2 separate regions of the Zea mays genome follow, and region 1 is linked to region 2. The links are chromatin contacts, called in public Hi-C maps. All regions are on one chromosome and are shown on one strand. Each heading gives the region's core, a stretch centred on a gene start, on an enhancer-like site or on the middle of the called end of the contact. The rest is flanking DNA. Distances are from core to core; before and after follow the strand shown.

Region 1 (3,661 bases), core at 27-2,526, 280 kb after region 2:
ACGAACAGTGGAACACCATCCTTAAAACCTTGTTTTCACCACGTCGTTTTCTGCCGAGCTGGCCAATGCTGCGTGCCACCGCCACCCAAAAGCCTGCTTAATCCAGCTAGGGCCCCTTAACCTGTCCGCGCAAATCATGTTGGCCACACGTAACATAACCAGGTGCGTACTAGGACGGTAGGAGACATGGGCACTGTCGTTCACTTGTTTGTTTGGCTGGGCCTGGGCGTACGTACGGTACGGAGATCGCCCGGAGAACGGGCCCCTTACTGTATACGTGTGCGCCAGTACGGTACGGTGCGTGTATATGTCCCGGAATAATCCAGTAATCCTGGCTAGCTAGAGCTATAGAGGGGCGGCTAGGCTATACTGCCTACTGCTGGAGTAGCGTGGACATCCAGCTGCCCCTAGCTGCTCCGACAGCGCGGGTAATTGCCGCGGGGACCCGCCCGCCCGCCCGAGGTCGGTGGTCCGCCCGCCTGCGGCCACTGCGGTTCGCGGAACTCTTTTGGACGCGAGCGCAGCTGGGGGCGCTGGTCTTGCGATTGCGCCTCTGCCTTGCGGGGGTCGCCGTCGCGCTTGCGCCCCCGCCGGCGGCCTGCTCCGCTCGTCCCCGATCGGTCGACCAAAGGGACACACCAGATGACCAGATGCGTCCGTGCCGCGGCGCTCCTGCTGACCCGGGCGGGACCGGGACTGCGGCGCAGCGGTACGTCGTCTCGCGCGCGGGGCGTGGTGCGACTTGGGCTTTGTCGTGGCCTGCGACTTGTGCTTGTTCGCCGGCCGGCCGCGCGGGGAGGCTTGGGTAGATCTTGGAGCAACTGTTGCGCCGTGGTCCTGACACGCGGCACGGGGTATGCCAGTCTGCTAGCCATGGCACGTGCCGCCTGCGTGTGTGTGCTTTCCTTAATTTGTTTACGCGATCTTAAAAGTTTTCACAGGTGCCAACACCATCTCTCGCAACAGGGAGGCTTCGTTGACATCGATGGATCCCTCTGCCTGGCCCCCGTCCCCACCCCCCGCAACATTTGCTGAACGGAAATTCAAAAGCCACTTCCTTTTCCACCTTCTGCAAATCATATCATCAACGAACAAGACAAAACAAAGGACACTGGTGGACGCAAAGTTTTACCAGGATTCGGGTACACTACAGGTGACGACGTCAATACCTGCGCCGGACCGGAGCGGCGAAAAGTAAAAAGAACCCAAGCGCACCACCACAGACGGCCTCTTCTCGCGTCTCGTACAGTACATAACTGGGACATCAAACTCCCAAAACACGCCCCCCAACCCAAATTGACCGCATTCCTGGCCTGTCCCTGCCCTTCTCCTTGCACTAATCCACTTCCCCGAAACGGCAGGAGCGGAGCGGTTACCCTTTCCCAAGTTGTCGCGCCCGACCGCTCCGGCCGACGGCTGGGTCCCATGCCCGCCAGGTTTTTAACGTACCATCCCTCGCCGGAGAGGCCGGACGCCGGAAGACGATTTGTACCTACCGCCTGCCTGCCGGACAGTAAACAGTAGCCGCGCTTGGTAAACCCCCGCCAACAACGACGATGCACGCAGCGGGGGAGAGGATGGGCTGCCTCGCATCACCACCACCGCCCCAATAACAACGACGACGGCACCAGCGCCAACCACCACTTTTCGAGGAAAGGCACAGGCAGCCAGAGGCCAGAGCCAGGCGCGCGGCACGGGGCAGGAACCCTGGCCCGTCCGACGAGACGACGAACCGGCCGCGGGCCTCGTGCCCGTGGTGGTGGATATCTGACTGACTGACGCCACCTGCGCGTAGCCGCGGGCGCTTTGCTTCCCTCCTCGTCGAGGCGTGCCGACGGGACGATTTCTATCCGCGGGGCGGCGCTGTGTCGACTGTCGACTCCAACTCCCAGGCCGGTCAATGAGGGCGCGGAGATGAGCGCCGGCGGCGGGGAGGAGGTGTTCTACGAGTCGCGGGACGGCGTGCTCTCCTCCTCCTGCTCCTCCGCCTCGGACGACGACGACGACGACAGCGACCACCCGCGACGGCGGCGGCGGGACGGGGCCGCCTCTACCGCCGCCGCAGCGGCGCTCGACGTGTGGACGTCCGAGCCGGCGCCCGTGCAGGAGCGGCGCCGGAAGCTGCTCCAGATGCTGGGGCTCGCCGGGGACCCCGCCCTGGCGCGCCTCGAGATGGGCCGATCGGTCTCCTACGACGACGGGCCTGTGCCCGTCCGCCCGGCGCCGGCCTCGCCGCCCATCTCCCGATCCAGATCAGACGGCGGCGCCGTGCCGGCCTCGGCGACCAAGCCGCCGCTGGGAGGGCGGTCGCCGGGCTCCTCCGAGGCCACGCCCGAAGGGGAGGAGGAGGAGGAGGAGGAGGCCGACCCGAGGTGTCTGATCCGGAACCTCGACGACGGCAGCGAGTTCGTGGTCAAGGAAGGGTCCGAGCTCCGCGAGGTCGGCACGGGCCGGCAGCTCACCATGGAGGAGTTCGTTGACCTCTGCGTCGGCCGCTCGCCTATCGTCCAGGAGCTCATGCGGCGGCGCGAGAACGTTGCGAGCTCCGGCTCGTCCACCCCCGTCCAGCGCTCCAACTCCGACTCCAGCAACGGAGCGACGCGCCACCGGCGGCGGCGGCGGCATAGCAGCTGGCTTCGGGGCATCCGGAACGTCGCCGGCTCCGTGGTGGCCAGCTCCCGCGACCGCCGCAGCAGCGACGACAAGGACACGTGCTCGGAGAAAGGCGGCCGCCGGTCCAGCTCGGCCACAGACGACAGCCAGGACAGCGCTGGAGCCGTGCGCCACGGCCCGGTGCGCGTTAAGGTGAGGCAGTATGGGAAGTCGTACAAGGAGCTCAGTGGCCTGTTCATGAACCAGGAGATCCAGGCTCACGATGGCTCCATCTGGAGCATCAGGTTTAGTCCAGATGGCCGGTACCTCGCGAGTGCTGGGGAAGACTGCGTGATCCATGTCTGGGAAGTGTCAGAGTTCGAGAGGAAACGCGAGGAGAACGGAGCGTGCAATCCTTTTGTTGCGATGGTGTGCAACGGTTCGCCGGAGCCAACATTAGCCGTGGCCAGCAGTGTGGATGGGAGCAATCGTGAGAAGAAGCGTCGGGCAAGGTTCTTGGAGGGTCGTAGGTCTGTGAGCTCAGACCGGCTAATGCTGCCAGAGCATGTGTTTGCGCTGTCAGAAAAACCGATTCGGACCTTCATGGGGCACTCAGAAGATGTGCTTGATCTCTGCTGGTCCAAATCCCAGGTATTTCTAGCGTTGCTGTTTGTTCTAAAGTTGCCCCTAGTTGATACTTGACGAGTAAAACTTTATAAATGCTGAAATCTAGATGCATGCCATAAATAGTGCTACCTCCGTTTTTGAATATTTGTTGTCTCCCCTTAATTCATTTTTGAACTAATCGGCGACAAATAAAAAAGAACGGATGGAGTATTATTATTATAGATAGCAATTGTTTAGTTCTTGTTATTCATTTTACTCCAGAAATCTTAATGGCACATTTTTATGAAGCATTATTTCAACAGTCCATCTTTGTGGCAATTGGGTCCAACCATGATAGGACAGAAATAACCTAGCACCTAGAGCTGCCTATTTTAATGCATTTCTGGCGTAGTTAGCTGCGAAGGCTGAATTGGTAACTTGAAATGCATATATTCAATTATTT
Region 2 (3,799 bases), core at 1,282-3,781:
CTTAATTATTAACAATAAATATCGGGACATGAATATAATTTTGCACGGGCTGCGTCCCGCGCCTATAAATAGATGAACAGTAACACCGTACTGTTCACGCTGCATTGTAATCGCTCCTGCATCACTCACATTCTCACCTTCTGTCAAGCCGAAGGTATCAATGAAATATAAATATTGTGAACATTTACTCATGTTTATGAAATAAAATAAGAATGTAAATAATCTACTGTTATATTGTCATTATTTACATTCTTCTTATGTATTTCATGTTTCTTCATTTATATTTATTTATTTACCAAGACAACGAAGGTACATCATTCATGATTTTCGTCTGAAGATTATTATATCCAAAATGAGATGATGTTTCGAAGGACGAACGTATTTAATCATTAACAATTGTGTTGTTTTGTTCTTGATATATAACATTCGAGAATAAGGACCAACATTCTCGAAAAATTGTTTTTTAAGTTTAACTAAACATATATTCTTAGGAGAAGTGTGTCAAAGGTCCATGTTAAAAGGACTATTGTGTGGATCATCTAAAAGAACAAGGACCAACATTCTCGAAAAATCGTTTTTTAAGTTTAGCTAAACATATATTCTTAGGAGAAGTGTGTCAAAGGTCCATGTTAAAAAGGACTATTGTGTGGATCATCTAAAACAATTGGGCCTCGCCGTAATGAAATTTTTTCTGCCGGTTGGCCATTTAGAATAGGATTTGGACGCCTGACCGTTTAGCGAGATGTTGGTGGCCTCACATCGTGGTGTGTGTCTTCTGCTGTTGTTCCATGTTGGCTGTCAGATGAGGGTCTCAATCCTAGCTCTTGAGGACATCGTGACTCCTTACTGGACTAGCGGAAGATGTTAGCGAAGCTTTCAGCAAGGGGACAGGAGGCACTGGCAGGTTTAGGATTTGAAGCATGGATATTCGAAATTTTAGTATAATATAATTTTTTTGACAATCTAAAATTACACTATTGTATTGTTTAATGGGTTGCACGATAGAGAAATGAATAGGGCGAGAATTAAAGTTTAGACAAAATAATTGTAAAATAGTATGAGTTTATACTTTTTATAATATTTTATATACATGTATACATAATATTTTTGCCAAAAATAACGAGTATTTAATTGAATACACTTGCTTGTATGTAGGTCCGTCCCTGACAGGAGGGGTATTGGTCACTTGATTTTAATTTGTAAAAGATATTAAAAATAACACAGCACAAGTCAAATTGTATTTTGCATTATTTATGTTTTGACGCTTACCTACTACTGGTAGAGAGAAATAAACTAATCAGAAACACATAGAACTGTTGCATTCAACAAAGATGCACAAATGGTTAATTTTTTCGGTCCATGTGTACTAGTAGATCGAGAGCAACCACTTTGGGAACAACAGAGATGCTGGTCCAAATTCGTACGCGGAAGGAACACAATTGCACCGATCCAAAATTAAAGACAGGGCAATCTTTTTAGCTACGGCTGCTTGGCGACAAAAGATGGCGAAGCGAGACCCATAACATCCTAGTCACTTCACATCGTTCCGACAGGGGGCAGCGATACAGACACCGGTCATCGCATCTCCGAGACGGCCTGCTGCATGTACTTGCACGACCTCTGGTAGCTGACGAAGCCCATGAACCAGAACTCGAAGCCGTCGACGGTGGAGACGTGGATGTACTTCTCCTCGGGCCTGTGGACGTTCTCGCTGGGCCGCACCCTGCGGATCCTCCGCAGCGGGATGGCCACCTTGTAGGTGACCCGCGCCGTGTCGCCGCCGCCGCCGGGGGAGGTGACGGTGATGGGGCGGTCGCTGCGGAAGGCGACCTTCCTGGTGGAGACGAAGAGCATGCCGGCGATGGGCCCGCCCGTGGTGTAGATGTAGCACTGCAGCGCCTTGAGCAGCCGCTCGCCCTTGTCGGCGGCGGAGAAGGCCTGGCGGAACACGCGCTCCACCCCGCCGGCCTGCAGGATCCGCGCGCCCAGGCTCAGCTTCCCCTTCACCGTCTCCGACAGCTTCGGCCCCAAGGTCACTGCACACCGTACCGTGCGTGCTCATCGTCAGCTAGCGGTCCTTTGGATAATGAACGAAGGAAGAAGTAATCACGGACGGAGTGCTAACTAACGACGACTCACCATGCTCTCTGAAGCCCTGCGCCCTTCTGCTCAGCTTGCTCACCCAGTGGGTCACCTGGCCTTTGCTGCCTGCTGCATCAGAACAGAAGCACGTCAGTAAGCATGCTGTGAACTCGGAAGTTATTAATCTCATATATGATGCACATGCATGGCACGAGAGACTCACTGTGCTTGTAGCCGAAAGACGCGTAAGGGCTGGGGTGCGTCAACGAGACGGCGAGGTGATCGCCGGCGCCCTTGCCGAAGGACGGATCCCTGGACACCTCCTCTATCCCGTGCGCCTTGGAGGTGACCGGGACCCCGATGACATGGCCGCCGCCGCTGCTGGACTTCATCGTCATGGCTAGTTGCGTTGCGTTGCGTGGCTTAGCGTGTAAGGAATCGGGGATTGGTACCGGAGTGCAGCTGCCGATGGCGGCCATTTATAGGGCGCGGCGGCCGCGGTGGTGGAAGTGGAACTGGAACACCCTTTGGGGCGGAGCGGCTTTGGCAAAGGCAGTGGATTTGCGGAGTCAGCAGGCGGGGCCGGCCGAGTCACCAGCGGCTCAGAAAGGCAAGGCGCAGTCCATGTTCGGCTTAAAGCAGGCGTAGCGTAGACACCCGGTCCCGTGGCCAACTGGTTGGTCGCATCGCAGCTACCAGAAAACTGCTCGCCCGATTCTTGTGCGTCCTGTCCATGTGGAGGCCATGGCCAGGTGCAAATGATTCTGGAATTCTCTATGGGATCCGGCGCCCGCGCCGCGCCTGCCGCTTTCCGAGAAGCGCCCCATGTGCCTGCACATTCTCGCTAGTCGCACCGGGCCCGAGCTTTTGGCTCCCGGGACCGCTGCTGCTGTTTTGTTTAGAGCAGAGCTTCAGGCATTGCACCGGGACGATATCAGGGGTTAAGCTAAACATGCGCTGCATCTGCCTGTCGAGAGTGTCTAAACGTAGACAGGGGATGCTCACATGCATGGAGGAGGCCACGCCGCGAACGCTGTTCCCAAGACCGGCGCGTCCGCAAGCGATCGGCAGACAAGCAGGAAGGAGGACGGAGGTGGTGGCCTGCCTGCGATGTGGACGGGGGGTAGTGACTAGGGACCAGCGGCCCAACGTGTAAAACGGCCAGCTTTTGGAGAGAAATAGGATCCCGGCATCCGGCAAGACAACAGCTTTTCCTCCCCGTCGAAGTCACCACGCGCGCGTGCTCCCGCTGAGTCCAGACGTCCCGGTCACCTCCGACGCGGCGCCGAGTCGGACCGACCGCCTACCGACGTAACCACGTAACCGTCCGGGCACTGTTCTGTTGGCACGCGCATGGCTGCTGCCTGCCGGGCCGTCCTTGTACACCGCACCGCAATGAACCCGGCAACCGGAAGGGCCGACGCGACGGGAGGCCGGCAGCTTTGCCGTTCCTGGGCTGAACGCCGACGCCGCGGGGGCATGGCAATGGCATGGCGCGCCACGCGCGTGTCCCCCCCACCCCCCCGGTGGTTCTGCGCACAGTGCGTTGTCGGACGGAGGAGTATCGGAAGCGGATCTGGGGATGGGCCTCCTCTCCTCTCGTTTCTCAGCGTCGCCATCGGCGTATCCCCGCCGTGCCATACGTGTCGATGCGGAGACGGAGATGTTGCCGGCTCGCCGGGTGGTTTCTGGCCGTGGCCGACCATACCGTCCTTCC

Evidence for each region. A called contact is a pair of places that touch in the nucleus more often than the background predicts.
Region 1: a contact with region 2 is called in a Hi-C map of bundle sheath, with 2.1 times the contacts expected there. The contact joins the promoter of LOC103641868 here to the promoter of LOC103641863 in region 2. A contact is called at or near these places in 2 of 25 Hi-C or Micro-C datasets (bundle sheath and tassel).

Annotation. Positions count from the first base shown.
Region 1 is chr10:134,954,979-134,958,639 of Zm-B73-REFERENCE-NAM-5.0, forward strand. It overlaps LOC103641868 (WD repeat-containing protein 44), which reads left to right and starts at 1,277. Exons shown (of 7, transcript XM_008665182.4): 1 at 1,277-3,243. The coding sequence starts at 1,915.
Region 2 is chr10:134,669,430-134,673,228 of Zm-B73-REFERENCE-NAM-5.0, forward strand. LOC103641863 reads right to left here and starts at 2,532. Exons shown (of 3, transcript NM_001301448.2): 1 at 2,306-2,532; 2 at 2,140-2,211; 3 at 1,295-2,036. The coding sequence starts at 2,480. The coding sequence ends at 1,576.